4 separate regions of the Mus musculus genome follow, and all the other regions are linked to region 1. A link is a contact called in public promoter capture Hi-C data. All regions are on one chromosome and are shown on one strand. Each heading gives the region's core, a stretch centred on a gene start, on an enhancer-like site or on the middle of the called end of the contact. The rest is flanking DNA. Distances are from core to core; before and after follow the strand shown. Region 1 holds the start of Snrpg (small nuclear ribonucleoprotein polypeptide G). Region 2 holds the start of Eefsec (eukaryotic elongation factor, selenocysteine-tRNA-specific). Region 3 holds the start of Dguok (deoxyguanosine kinase). Region 4 holds the start of Nagk (N-acetylglucosamine kinase).

What was found. Promoter capture Hi-C pulls out the DNA fragments that hold promoters and counts their contacts. Capture Hi-C pulls out chosen DNA fragments and counts their contacts.
Region 2: a contact with region 1 is called in a promoter capture Hi-C map of pre-B cells, with 4 times the contacts expected there. The contact joins the promoter of Eefsec here to the promoter of Snrpg in region 1. A contact is called at or near these places in 1 of 39 promoter capture datasets (pre-B cells) and 1 of 484 Hi-C or Micro-C datasets (CD4 T cells).
Region 3: a contact with region 1 is called in a promoter capture Hi-C map of liver, with 5 times the contacts expected there. The contact joins the promoter of Dguok here to the promoter of Snrpg in region 1. A contact is called at or near these places in 1 of 115 datasets of contacts at active chromatin or transcription factors (astrocytes) and 1 of 9 other capture datasets (liver).
Region 4: a promoter capture Hi-C map of adipose tissue shows a contact between it and region 1, with 4 times the contacts expected there. The contact joins the promoter of Nagk here to the promoter of Snrpg in region 1. A contact is called at or near these places in 1 of 115 datasets of contacts at active chromatin or transcription factors (astrocytes) and 2 of 9 other capture datasets (adipose tissue and liver).

The regions. Positions count from the first base shown.
Region 1 is chr6:86,369,969-86,373,376 of GRCm38.p6, forward strand. Snrpg (small nuclear ribonucleoprotein polypeptide G) reads left to right here and starts at 1,572. Exons shown (of 4, transcript NM_026506.2): 1 at 1,572-1,646. The coding sequence starts at 1,615. Fam136a (family with sequence similarity 136, member A) reads left to right here. Exons shown (of 3, transcript NM_025591.3): 3 at 1-90.
Region 2 is chr6:88,445,283-88,448,403 of GRCm38.p6, forward strand. Eefsec (eukaryotic elongation factor, selenocysteine-tRNA-specific) reads right to left here and starts at 1,257. Exons shown (of 7, transcript NM_023060.3): 1 at 924-1,257. The coding sequence starts at 1,197.
Region 3 is chr6:83,505,150-83,508,482 of GRCm38.p6, forward strand. Dguok (deoxyguanosine kinase) reads right to left here and starts at 1,820. Exons shown (of 7, transcript NM_013764.2): 1 at 1,599-1,820. The coding sequence starts at 1,740.
Region 4 is chr6:83,793,427-83,796,705 of GRCm38.p6, forward strand. It overlaps Nagk (N-acetylglucosamine kinase), which reads left to right and starts at 1,631. Exons shown (of 10, transcript NM_019542.2): 1 at 1,631-1,856. The coding sequence starts at 1,828. It also overlaps the pseudogene LOC665004.

The DNA.
Region 1 (3,408 bases), core at 322-2,821:
AAACAGTGATACATCTGTCTTTTTGCTGTGTCAAGCCTGCAATATATTTTCCAAGTGGTTTGGTTTTTAAATAAAGTTTCATTGTCTCCACCTTTTTCTTATGGGTAGTGATATATCAGTAAATGGGAAACACCAAGAGGAAGGCAGAGAGCATCATAACTTGAAAGCTGTTAATGTTGAAAAGATAACTTAGGATTAAAGGTACATGGGGGGGGGGGCTGAAAAGATGGCTCAGCAGTTAAGAAAACTCTTCCGAAGGTCCTGAGTTCAAATCCCAGCAACCACATGGTGGCTCACAACCATCCTAATGAGATCTGGCGCCCTCTTCTGGAGTGTCTGAAGACAGCTACAGTGTACTTACATATTATAACTAAATTGTAAAAGGTGCATACTGTAATTTCAGTACTGTAAGGCAAGCTGAGGATTTCCCTCCTGCTTTGAGGTCAGTCTTTGCTAAAGACTATCATTATTCATGTTCGTTTTCTAGTTTCAACTAGCACAGCAAGTGGTGGGGAGAGTGTATAGCTAAGCATTCTTGTGCTATTTTTTTGTTGATGACAAACTAATCATGAGGAGAACCTCAATTGAAGAGCTGCTTCCATCTAACAGGTCTCTGGACATGTCTGTGGGTCATTAATGACTACCATGAGAGAGCCCAGTGCACTGAGGGCAGTGCCACCACCCTGGGAGAGTGCACACCTTTATTCCCAGCCCTCAGGAGGCAGGGGCAAGCTCAATACCTCAGGACTTGTGTGGTACTCCTCAGCTTTTATGTATGGACTGTAGTGTGCTAAGTGGGTTCTGAAGGCAGCGTTAGAATTGCAGAATTGATGAATCAGAAATACCCCAGACACTGGATTCACGTCCTCAAGAGAATCCGCCTAGCCACCTTCCTGCTACTGATGCGGACAAGCTATTCTGTGCTTCAGGAGCCCTCGGCTTCGCCTGGATGTGCTTAGGAAATTAAGGGCAGCGTGGTGCAGATGCCGTTGATTCTAGCACGGGAAGCAACAGTTCAAAGCCAGCGTTGACTACACAGTGAACTCGAAGCCAGCATGAATTACGTCAAAAACAATGAGGAAGGGGCAGGGGAAATGACAAAAATGTAAAGAGAAAAAAAGTGTAGTAAGTGGGAAAAGGAAAGAAAAGAAGTGACACACAGGCTGGAGAGACGCTTCAGCAGTTAAAACCACTGGCTGTTCTCCCAGAGCTCTGGAGTTCAATTCCAGCACCCACATGGTGGCTCACAAGCATCTATAGTAGGATCTGAGGTCCTCCCCTGGCGCGCAGGTGTACATGTAGAGCACTCATACATAAAATATAAATGAAGGGGTCTGTTTTTAAAGTGACCTGCCACTTCAATTTTACACAAAGGAAGCTTAGCCGAACACAGCCTCTCCGTCGTGGCCTGTCACTGGCGACGCAACCGGAAGCGTGGCTCTGGTCCGCAGGTTCAGACATCCCCATCAATATCGCGAGATGAAAGGTAATGTTCTCCGAAGGCGATTGGCTCGCGCGGCGGTGACGTCAGACACCAGCGCCAAGCCTGCCTTGCGCGCGTTTCTGAGCCTGCTCACTCCTTCGCCGTTGTGCCGAGCCCGCAGAGGAGTCGCCATGAGCAAAGCCCACCCTCCCGAGCTGAAGAAGTGAGTAGAGTCGGCCCTATCGAGACTTCTGTCTCGCTCGGGCTGCCGCCGCTGGTCCCGACGGTCGCGGGAGCCGGAAGTGGCGCTAAGGTCCGGTCGGCATGGTTACTGCAGTGCCGGTGCCTCTGTCTTCCCAAAGCTGGGGCTCTCCTAGGCGGGCAGCCAAAGGCAACCTGGTTGGGGACCAGGGCAGCGGTCGAGGTGCATGGTTGTGAGGAACCGGAGACTCGTGGGCTTAAAATGATCGATTGGAGTCGGACGTGATTGGCTGTGATCTATGGGGCCAATATTCAGGAAGCTTAGGCAGGAGAATTACCGCGAGTTCCAGACCAGCCTAGGCTTAAAAAAAAAAAAGACACTGTGTCTCAAAAAGTTTAAGGTGAGGTAGCGTTTTGTGTTTCAATAAATGTGCGCGTTCATTTGCGTTCATCAAGAGAGCTAGGTTTAGTTTTGGGGTTTTTTTTTCCCCTTTTTGGTGCTCAGAGACATGTTTAGTTATATGTTTGTGCACGTGGGTGCAGCTCCTGCGGAGGCCAAAGCGGGCATTGGATCTGCAGAAACAGAACTTGTAGGAGGTTGTGAGCCCTCTGGCGTGGTTAATAATAGCTGGACTCGTGTCCTCTGGACAAGCAATAAGCGCTGGGCCATCTGCAGCCCCAAGAACTAGGTTTCTGATACACTGTCCTTGTATTCAAGTTACATTTAAACGTTGTGTAATATCTTGCTCTGGCAATAAATCCATGGAAGGACATCCATTTTCTACTTGTAAAGAGCTAATTTCTGAAGAATTTTATTCTGTACCCAGTAAAATCAGACAGACCCTTTGGTCTCAGACACTTCTGACTGGCCTGAACCTGTCGCATATGCACATAGTCATTGGGTTGCTCAATACAAGATTAATACTGGGTCTTTTCTGGTGTAGCCAGAAAATAATCTGTCTTGTGTATAGCCTGTTTGCTACTGTAAAGTTCTGTCAAGACCCCAATGCAGGGGAAAGATAACAACATTTGCTGATTTTTGTATTTGAGTGCACATTTTAATCAAAGCCCTCTGTGTGAAACCCCTGCAGTTTTGTTTGAATCTGAATCTGTTAAACCGGGCCTAGAGAGTTGGCTCAGAGGTTGAGAGCACTGACTTCTCTTCCTAGAGGTCCTGAGTTCAATTCCCAGCAACCACATGGTGACTCACAACCATCTGTAATAGGATCTGGTACCCTATTCTGGCTTGCAGGCCTATAGGCAGAACACAACATAATAAAGATGTATTAAGCCATAAGTCTGACATTTTAAAAAGAAGTTATTCTGCACTGTTTGTTTTGATGATGAGCTAATAAATGAGGTCTGGATTTAGCAGGAATTGGCAAAATGGCATTGGTTTTGAACAAAAGCACTGTTCCCTACCTGTAATCTTCAGTGTCCTCTGATTCTTAACAGATATACTTGGGCCTTTCAGAGACTGGAACTAGTGATTGTGTCCATATTTTTATTGGCGTGTTTGGAGCAGAGCCTGTGTGAGCTACTTTGTCACTGAACTTCTCTTCTCTGAGTTGATGCCTTTTTCTCATCCCTACATTTTATCAAATTTGAAATACTTTTAGATCCGCCTCCTTATTTTCTCATAAACACCTCCTTTTACAGCTATTCACTCCTAGTTTAGCATAACTCCATAGTTCTTAATCATTTCTGGTCCCGTGTCTCAGTAGTTTCAAAGTTGAGCTCCTCCCAACTCCTAAAATGTGTTGCCACAGAAAGTCTTAACCACT
Region 2 (3,121 bases), core at 7-2,506, 2.1 Mb after region 1:
TCTTAGATTTAAGTGTAGTTAAATGGGTTTGCAAAAGGAATTTAAAAAGACATAGCAACAGTTTCCTGTAGACGAATGGGAGGGGTCACGCTGAGCAAGGAAGGGAGGTTACAAGACCTTTTATTTATAATGGCCTATTCCTAAGTGGCCTGTAATTAAAGACTAATTAAGTGGTACAGATCCTAGAAGCAGATTTTAGCAGTGCCCATCATGACTGAAAACACGCAGGCCCTTTGCCTTAGCTAGTTCACACATAACTTATCCTGTTACACTAGTGCACATCCCAAAACCTTCTGGGCTAGAGTTATTCACTGCATTATGAATAGCAGCCAACTCTGGGAAAGTCACGAGGGTCAGTCAAGAAAATGTTGGTATAAAAGTACAAAGGAACTTTATGTGTAGATATAGTCTCCAGACAGTGATGGTTTGTGTATAAAGGGGACTGGGGGATGAGATCCTGAGAGAGCCTAGAGCACTTGCCTCTTATCAAGGCACTAGGCTCTACCCACTACCCCAACCGACCACAAGTAGTACAACAGAAGGAAAAAAACAGGATCTTTCATTTCTGCACCTTGTCTGCGTTTCTGTGTATGTTTCCTGAAACCATCCATACACACAGGAAACTGAGAGCAGTGTTTGGGACAGAGAACCAGGAGACCAAAGGACAGGTACGTGGTGACTTTTTTTTTTTTTTTTTTTGAAACTTGTATACACCCTTTTTGCAGGGTTTGTTTCTTTGGATCATTTTTCTAGGAAAGCATCTCGGTGCACGGCAGTGAAGGTGAGAACTGTGTCCGCGTCTGCGGGCTGTGAGTTCGAGACCACAAGCCTTCCGGGCTGGTGGCCAGGCCTAGGCTGTCAGGCCGCCATCCATCCCGCGAGCTCGGACCCCGAGCCCGGCTCCCGCCCCGGCCCGCGCTCACCGCCAATGATGGTCCGGATGAGGGAGGCGTGCCCGGGGCAGTCGACCAGTGTGACCTGCAGCAGCGTGTCGCTAGAACCGGGTTCTGCCCCCGGCAGCGGCACGACAAAACAGGAGAAGCCCAGGTCGAGCGTTATGCCGCGCTCGCGGCTCTGCGGCTGCTTGTCGAAGGCAGCAGTGGAGGCCGTGGTGCTCAGCGCGCGCGCCAGCGCTGTTTTGCCACTGTCGATGTGACCCAGCACGCCCACATTCACATTTACCCGCCGGCCGGCCATCCCGCCGCTGCCTCTCACGCCGTCGCCTGAGCGCCAGCCCCGCGGTCCGCCTGCTAAGCCGCACCCCCCCGCAACCCGCGCTGAGCGCACCGGTTCCGGCACGGAAGCTTCCGCCCTCGGGCGCCCACAGCCCTATGGCAGAGCGCACACAGGGCGGGACAAGAGCCGGCCTGCTACCTGGGTTTGCTGTCATCCGGCTCCCCACGCCACAAAGTCTCGCCAGTCTGAGATTAGGGATTCCTCCTTCCATCCATTCATCCATCCATGCATCCATCCATCCATCTCACCATCTATCCATCCATTCTTCCTTCCCTCCCTCCTTTCATCATTCCACTCACCCAGTCCATCCACACATCCCTTCCTCTATCCCTCCATACACACTCATCCATCCGTCCATTCATTTCTGTCAGCCTTTATTTTTTTGTTTGTTTGTTTGTTTGTTTTTTGTTTTTTTCAAGACAGGGTTTCTCTGTATAGTCTTGGCTGTCCTGGAACTCACTTTGTAGACCAGGCTGGCCTTGAACTCAGAAATCCGCCTGTCTCTGCCTCCCAAGTGCGCCACCACCGCCCGGCTGTCAGCCTTTATTAAGTGCAGACTGTATACACTTTACTGGGATGTGGTGATCGACATTATTTGCTGTGAAAACAGGAGTAAGTAAAACCCAAGACCAGTTGCCAAGCCAGACTATCTGGAAAGGACAGAGATGGGAAGGCGGGGAGCCTAGTGAGGAAGATACCCTCAAGGACTGTCACTAGACGTCCAGTGCAGACTGAGAATTGACCATCAGAAACCTGGAAGCACTGTGAAAAGAGGAAGAGGTCCTCGTTGATTCAGGGGAGGGGAGGTGGGGGTGGGGACGGGACAAAAACCTCACTTTGAAGTCTAGGCTGCCATGAGGAGCTGCAACTTAACTGTTGTGTATGAACTTGAATGTGTCGTGAGTGCTATACCAACCAGCCTCTGTAACCCCCTTCAGGCATTGAAAGGTGCCTAGAACCATGAAAGAGGTCACAAGCCTAAGTGGTTGCTCTGGCAAAGGATAAAAGCCTAGGAAAAGAAGGGACTTGGGGCCTCACAGGGGAGGAATGGCACTGGAGAGCTGAATGGCACTGCTCTCATGTAAAGGGGGTGGGGCTTGCTGGCCCAACATTCCCAGCCTTCCTTTTTCTAGGGCAGGAGGGGTTGCGGTTTGCAAGTGAATTGGTTTACACGGGCTTGTGTGCTAAATGCTTGGGCCCCAGCTGGTGGTCTGTCTTATGAGATGAAGCTTAGCAGAAGGCAGTAGTCGCTTCCTGTCCACCATGAAATGAGTAGTTCAGTCAGGCTGCTCCGTTCTGCTGTCACCAGGACAATATACTGCTGTGCTGCCACAGGCTAGGGGGATCAAGCCCAAGAGACCATGCACTGAAATCTCTAAAACCATGAAGTCAAACTAAAGTCTCTTTCTCTCTTTGTCTGTGTAGCTGTTTCATCACAATGATGCAGCCTAACATAAAGCCTGACTTCAGAGTGCTGACAAATATTTTAGCCTTTGTTGATAAAAAATTCCCTCCTGAGGGGAGTAGCAAATGACATCTACCCACTCTTCCTAAGGTTCCAAGGACAAACCAAAAAGGCAGTACGACAACAATTCTTCTTAGGATTGAGTTTATCCGGCTTACTTATAAACATGGGTGAGAGGTAAGGAGTGTTGACGACCACAGAGCAGCTGCACTGGAAAGTTTTCTCATAGCATAAACTATGGCTTCCCCTCTTTCTTCCTCCTAATCTACACTAACCTATATACTCTACCTCCTCCCTGACGTCCTGAGGCCAACGTACAATTAGGGCTGGATTGAATACCATGGCTAGGAGGAGGGGCCAGACACTCAGGTGAGGATCCAGTGACCCAGCTGAGGTCTTCCTCCTAGGAGGGAATGTCAT
Region 3 (3,333 bases), core at 570-3,069, 2.9 Mb before region 1:
GGAGGGAGAGGCTGGGAGGAGAGGAAGGAGGAAATTGCCGTTGGGATATAATATATAAGAGAGTAAAATTTAAAATTAAGAAAACAACCCACGATAGTCTTTGGGATCTACACAACCCGGTCCTCCTTCATCCACCTGATCATTTCCTCCACTGCCCTCCTTGGTGACTCTACTTTGGCTGGAATGGGTTCCCTCCTGCTCACTGAACACACCATTCTATCCCCAGGCCTTCCGACTTGCTCTGCCTGGAATACTGTTGGTCAGCTGCCCACCTCGCTCACTCCCCCACACTGTTCAGGTTATTGATCCAGCATCCCTTCACCAGTGAGGTACTTGGCAATTACTATATTTGGAAGACAGACAACCACCCTCAACCTCTCATCTTACTCATCAATAGCTCATCCACTGTTTATTTACCCCGCTTAATTAATTTCTGTAGCTTTATTATGTATCACTTCCTATTAAAGTGCAGAATTTTTATTTGATCTGGTCATGGCTGTATCCGTAGGGTCAAGGAACAGTGCCAGCACAGAGAAGACACTCAAAGGGCGATTTGCTGAATGAATAAAACGAGAAACTATTTGCTGCTAGAATGTCTTGAGCAGCCCACACCTGATAGCATTATCAGCATCTGTGCAGAGCTAAGTACCCTCAGAATTCAGCAACAGTGAGTTGAGCCATTTTCCTTCCATGTTGCTTTTTTGTTTTTTAAGATACTGGGTTACTTATAACAAAATATATAATAAGTATCTATTTCTAAATTTAAGAAGCATGATCCTTCCTAACCAGGCAGGCAACTTTCTGTGAGTTTGAGCCCAGCTTGGTCTAAATAGCAAGATCCAAGCCAGCTAGGGCTACACAGTGACTGTTTCAAAACAATAGAACACTGTCATAATAATTTGTAGTGCAATTAACATGGGGGTACAGCAAAATAGTGAAAATGGAATCTGTTAAGAATTGATCTAAGCCAGGCGGTGGTGCCACATCCCCTTAATCCCAGCACAAGGGAGGCAAGGGGCAGGCGGATCTCTTCTGAGTTCTAGGCCAGCCTGGTCTACAGAGCGGGTTCCAGGACAGTCAACGCTACACAGAGAAACCTTGTCTCAGGGGAAAAAAAAAAAAAAAAAAAGTCTAAATAAACAATGGCTCATTTTTTAAGTGTATGCCCCAAATACTGCATGTGACACACCAAAATTATCTTAAACTATGTAAACTGGACATTTATTTTTATTTTTGCTAAATCTGGTGATGCTATTTTAGGAAAAGAACCGGCACACTGTCGCATCTATTTCTAGCGAATGAAACATGCCAGTAAACCAGTATAATTCTGGGGCTATCTAAAGCCTGCGTCAGGCTATTACGTCCCCGTGGGTGAGTAGGTGGGCGGGTACTGGGGCCCAATGTCTCCCAAAATCAAAACCCGCGGTGCACTGTGGGAGAAAGGCCTGACATGCAGAACCGGCCGGCAGGTTGGGCGGTGGCAGCAGAAGGGGTCAGGTGGGCAGGGTGGGACAGATCTGAGGCCAACTTCTTTTCCCAGCCTCTCAGCCACCTACTCGGCGGAGGCCAAGGCTCGACAGCCACTTTCTGGCCCTTACCGATGTTGCCTTCAATGCAGAGCCTTCGGGGGCCGCCCCCGTCGTGCATGGCCCTGGCGTGTGGCGCGTCCACGAGCGCGTTCCGCAGCGGGGAACGGAAAGACGCTCGGAGACGACGCAGAAGGAACCGACCTGCAGCCATCCTACCCAAGCCGAGCAAGGCGGGCACTTCCGCCGAGAGCACTTCCGCCTGCGATCAAGCGACGCCAGCGCACCTTTGACGTCAGAGGGCCGTCAGGCAGGAAGTGGCTGGTTTTAGCTCTCTAGGCGGGTGAGGCCGCAGGAGCTGCTCTGTTCTCGCGACATTTGCAGGGACGATGTGGGAGTGTCTCGGTGTTGTGGTGTAGGAGGGTGTGCTGAAGTAGAGTTCAGGCGTCCGTAGCCCTCTCATCGTTTTAATTAATATGTGTATATTGCATATTAGTATGGTGTACAGGGTGAGTCGCAGGACAGTCAGGGCTACACAAAGAAACCCTGTCTTGAAAAACAGAACAACAAAAATCTTGTTATACTTATTTATTTTGATATTTTGAGACAAGGTCTCATGTAGTGCAGTTGGTCCTCCTGCCTCCCCGTCCCAAGTGGTGAGCCTACAATGTGTGTTCCAGCATGCTCATTACGTATCATTTTACTTACTCATTAATGGCGCACTTGTAGAGGTCAGGACGACTTATAAGAGTCTGCTCAAACTCAGGCTATCAGTCTTGGCAGCTAGTGTTTTTACCTGCTGAGCCGTCTCACTGGCCCTAAGATAAATGCCTTCTTCCTCCATACTTTGGGACTTTATTGCCTACAGGAAGAGACTGGACTGTTTTAAGCAGGAAGGGAACAATCCAATAACTTACACAAGTAATGTTTCGCATCCTGTGTAACTGTCAGCACAATGTTGGACCATTTATTTTATCACACCCCATTTTATTTTGACCTTTAAATAGGTAAATGTTCACTTGGAGGAATCTCATCAGGATAACGAGTTGGATTAAGCATGGTATTGGCTCTGTAAGAATGAATCCTGGAGAGGAGACATGTACAGGACTATATGCAGTGAGTGAGGGGAGAGGAGGCATGGAAGAGACTTTCTGAAACATAAAATCTACAGTCCTGCAGTTGTTGGAAAGATGTGACCTGTGGAGCCTAGCACACACAAAGCTGTGGGCTGGATCTGGAGCAGAGAACTCCAGTATGGTGGCACACGCCTGTAATCCTAGAACTTGAGAGGTGGAGGTAGGAGGCTCAGAAGTTCAGTCATCCTTGGCTACACAGTGCATTGGAGGCCATCTTGGGATGTACGAGACTAGCTCAAAAAGGAGGAGGGGGCTTGCAAGTTGACTAAAGGCACTTGCTGCTAAGCCTGTTCACCACAGGGTCACAATCCTCAGGTCCCACGTGGTGAAATGAGAGAACCACCACCTGAAAGGTGTCCTCTGACCACTGCACTTAGCCTTGGCTACAACAACTATAATCTAGGTAGGATTCTCGTGGAGATCGGAGCCGCTAAATTCTATCCATTGCCACTGCCACACACCAGTAACCATCACTGTGCAGAAATACCGATTACATTTCTTTGCTTGTATAAAATCAGAGCTGGGAAATACTTAACTGCCCCTGTCCCCCAAAGAATGAGAGTCTCTCTGTCCTCGGGGTCATTGTAATTGAGAGGCTGAGTCAGGAGTAGTGTTGCCAATTCAAGCCCTGCAGGTCAGCCTGGGACACAGTGTGAAGCCTTGCCTTAAAG
Region 4 (3,279 bases), core at 381-2,880, 2.6 Mb before region 1:
CTGCAGTGACAGGGTTTGTGAGCCCTGATGTAGGTCCTGGGAACACACCTCCAGTCCTTTGCAAGAGCAGCAGGTGCTATTACCCTCTGAGCCATGTCTTGGCCCTGAGGTTTCTCATCTTCATTGTGAAGGGGAGAACTGGCAGCGATTACAGTAATTCTCACCCAAATTCAGAAGTCAATCTTGTCTTTAAACCAAACTTTCTCTCTGTATTCCTTTCTAAACAAGTAATGCAAAGCCAGGAGGGCAGTGTGGTCCTTTCATCCGAGCATTTAGGGGGTGGAGACAGAAAGACTGGGATTCAAGGACAGCCTCAGACACCTCAGGAGTGTAGGGCCAGTCCTGGTGACTTGCAATCTCATTACAAAAAGATTCAAACAACAGAACAAAAGCACATCAGCGCTGTCACAAATGGATCCCAAGACTCATTACACCAGTGCTAAAGGGAACTTTTCCATCAGAATTCACCCACAACATCACACTCTTGCCAAAACTTCCATTCAATCAGAATCCTATGGAATTATCTTTGATTCTAAAGATGTTGTTGGAGGAAGCATTTTCCAGCTCTGAAGTACTGTGAATGGTAATGTCTCACTTCCCTCTAGTTTCTCTATCAGGCAATAATGTTATTTCTATTCTTGAATTATTTGGTGCTTTACTGAGTCACATAGGTAAGAAAGGAGGTAAAGAATTCATTCACTCTGGAACCTTAGAAAGCAAGCCTACACCAAAACATCCTAGCACTTGGGAGGTGGGGCAGGAGAATCAGGAGTTTAAGGTCATCCTCAGCCAGAGTCTGAGGTGAGTTTGGGATATATGAGGCTCTGTGTGCCCACCTTCCCAACTGTTTACATCAAAACACAACCGGACCCAATTATCTGACAGGGAAAGAGGATCCCAGTTCAAGATTTCTCCACAGGAGGCAGGCTCAGAGGTCCGAGGTTGGACAGAGACATGCTAGCCCCAAGGAGACTCCATCTGAAGTCTCAAAGAAATGTCAAGAGCAGCAGACAGTCCTCCTGGCTATTGAAGCTGCCTCTTAAGTAGGGCTGGAACAACCTGGAGCCTGAGGAAACACGCAGGAGTCACTCTTCTACAGGACCTAACGGTATCTTCCTCTCTTCCTCCAGTTCCACTGCACAGTTTAGAGTTGAGCAGGTGGTGGCCAGAAGGTGAAATATGGTCTGTGAGTGCCAGTTTTTAGCATGCTGAGCCAGCATTGCATTCCATGCCAGTCTGGGTTATACAGACGAGATACAGTCCAGAAAGAACAGAGTTGGACTCAGATCACTTGTAGAGCGCTAGCCTGACACACATGAAACCCTGGGCTCTATCCTCACCGCCGCACAAACCTCAGCTGACAGCAGCCTGGGGCCTCACTGAGACCTGCTCAGCGTACTCAGCACAAGGTAGAGTGTGCGCTCATGAGCCAGGGTGGGGTGGTCTGGACGTTGGCTCCCGCCCTGGTCCTCAGACACATCCGCCAGACTCTGAGCTTGCCTCCAAAAGCGTCTGCGCGTGCGCACCCCACAGTTAGCGCGCGTCTGCCAGCTACTTCCGGCTGGCCCTTGGCAGCCCTCACACACCCTCCCAGGAGCCTCAGCTGGGGTGCCGCCTCCTCGCGAAGCAGTCACTTGAACGGCGGGCTAGAAAAAACCGGAGGGGAAAGCTGCGGGAGGCGACAGCAGGGGCGAGAGAGGACGTAGCATCCACACCCTACGCAAGCGCGTCGTAGTCACATGACAAGGGGCGGTGCCCGTGTGGGCGGGAGCGAAGTCACGGCTAGGGTCGAGGTTGCTACGGCGGACCAGCGGTGGCAACGGTAGTATGGCCGCGCTTTATGGTGGCGTGGAAGGGTGAGCGCTGGATCGGCCGAAGGCTGTCCGTCCGGGAGCGGCGGGTCAGGGGGCGGCGGCCCACACCATGCCCGGTGCCTTTGTGCTCCACGGTGCGACCACGCCCCTCCCGGCCATCACCTTTCTGCCACAGGGCTCTTGTGTCAACCTGGAGAGTTGTGCAGAGCTGGGGGGTCAGGTGGGAAGTTGCCGGTCGCGGGTGGACGTGGGAAAGAGGCAGAAGCTGAGACTGAGATTCATGCACAAGGGAACCCGGGAGTTAAGCAGCTGTCACCAGAGCACTGTCTTATCTTGGTGCTCCGGACCCTCCACTGCTGTCGGCCCCGAACGCCCTTGGTTCCTATATTCTCCTGCTTAGAAGCTGGTCTGCTTGACTTTGGGAAGTAGCTCTACTAAGCATGGCTTTGGGTGAGACGTAAGGCAAGGACAAGAGTGAGCAAGATGGTGGTTTATCCGGTCCCCTGCGCGTGACAAGCATTTTGTGGAACTGGGTGTGTCAAATCAGGACCTGATAGGAAGATTTGGTATCCTAGCTGCTTGCTGCTGATTTACCCGGAAGTCTCTTCCCGTGAATTGCGAAAGCGGATGACCCCTGGCTTTATTTATGATACCTTACAAGGAAAAACCCTCAGCACAGCGTAGGAGTTTGCACTTAGCCTTGTTATATTCATATGGAAGGTAGAACTTATTTTTCCCAGTTTGTCAAGAAATTAATTTGGATTTTTAATCTACTGTCTCATGCATTAATATCCCTTCGGATGTACTCTTGATGTACTACTCTTTGAGTTGGATCGAGTCTTTATTGTCTATTACAAGAAGTATTGGTCAGAGCCGGGCGGTGGTGGCGCACGCCTTTAATCCCAGCACTTGGGAGGCAGAGGCAGGCAGATTTCTGAGTTCGAGGACAGCCTGGTCTACACAGTGAGTTCCAGGACAGCCAGGGCTACACAGAAAAACCCTGTCTTGAAAAACAAAAAAACAAAACAAAACAAAACAACAACAACAAAAAGTATTGGTCAGTAGGACATCCTCCTACACGTATCACCCTTCTTCTAAAGTACCACTTACCCCAGGGATTTAACTCAGGAGGGCTTAGTTGCTGAAGGCAGTATGAGTTTCTCCCTGACTGGTGATAGTTTCTCACAGGTGTCTTGAAGACCCTGGTGTCAGAAGATAGGTCCTCAAAGTAACCCTTAGCTGTTGTGAGAGGTCTGCTTATTCCGTCCGACGTATTTACCATAAGTCGTTTGGGCCATGCTCACGATAGGTTAGGAGGATAGGTCATCACTCTGGAGCCAGTGGAGCTCATGAGAAGCTAAACAATGGAATACACTCTTGATTCAGAGCGGTCTTTGCTAGCTAGAGCTTATTAATGTAAGGAGAAGCCCTGCATGAGACAGACTGTGAGTGGGACCTTGCAGAG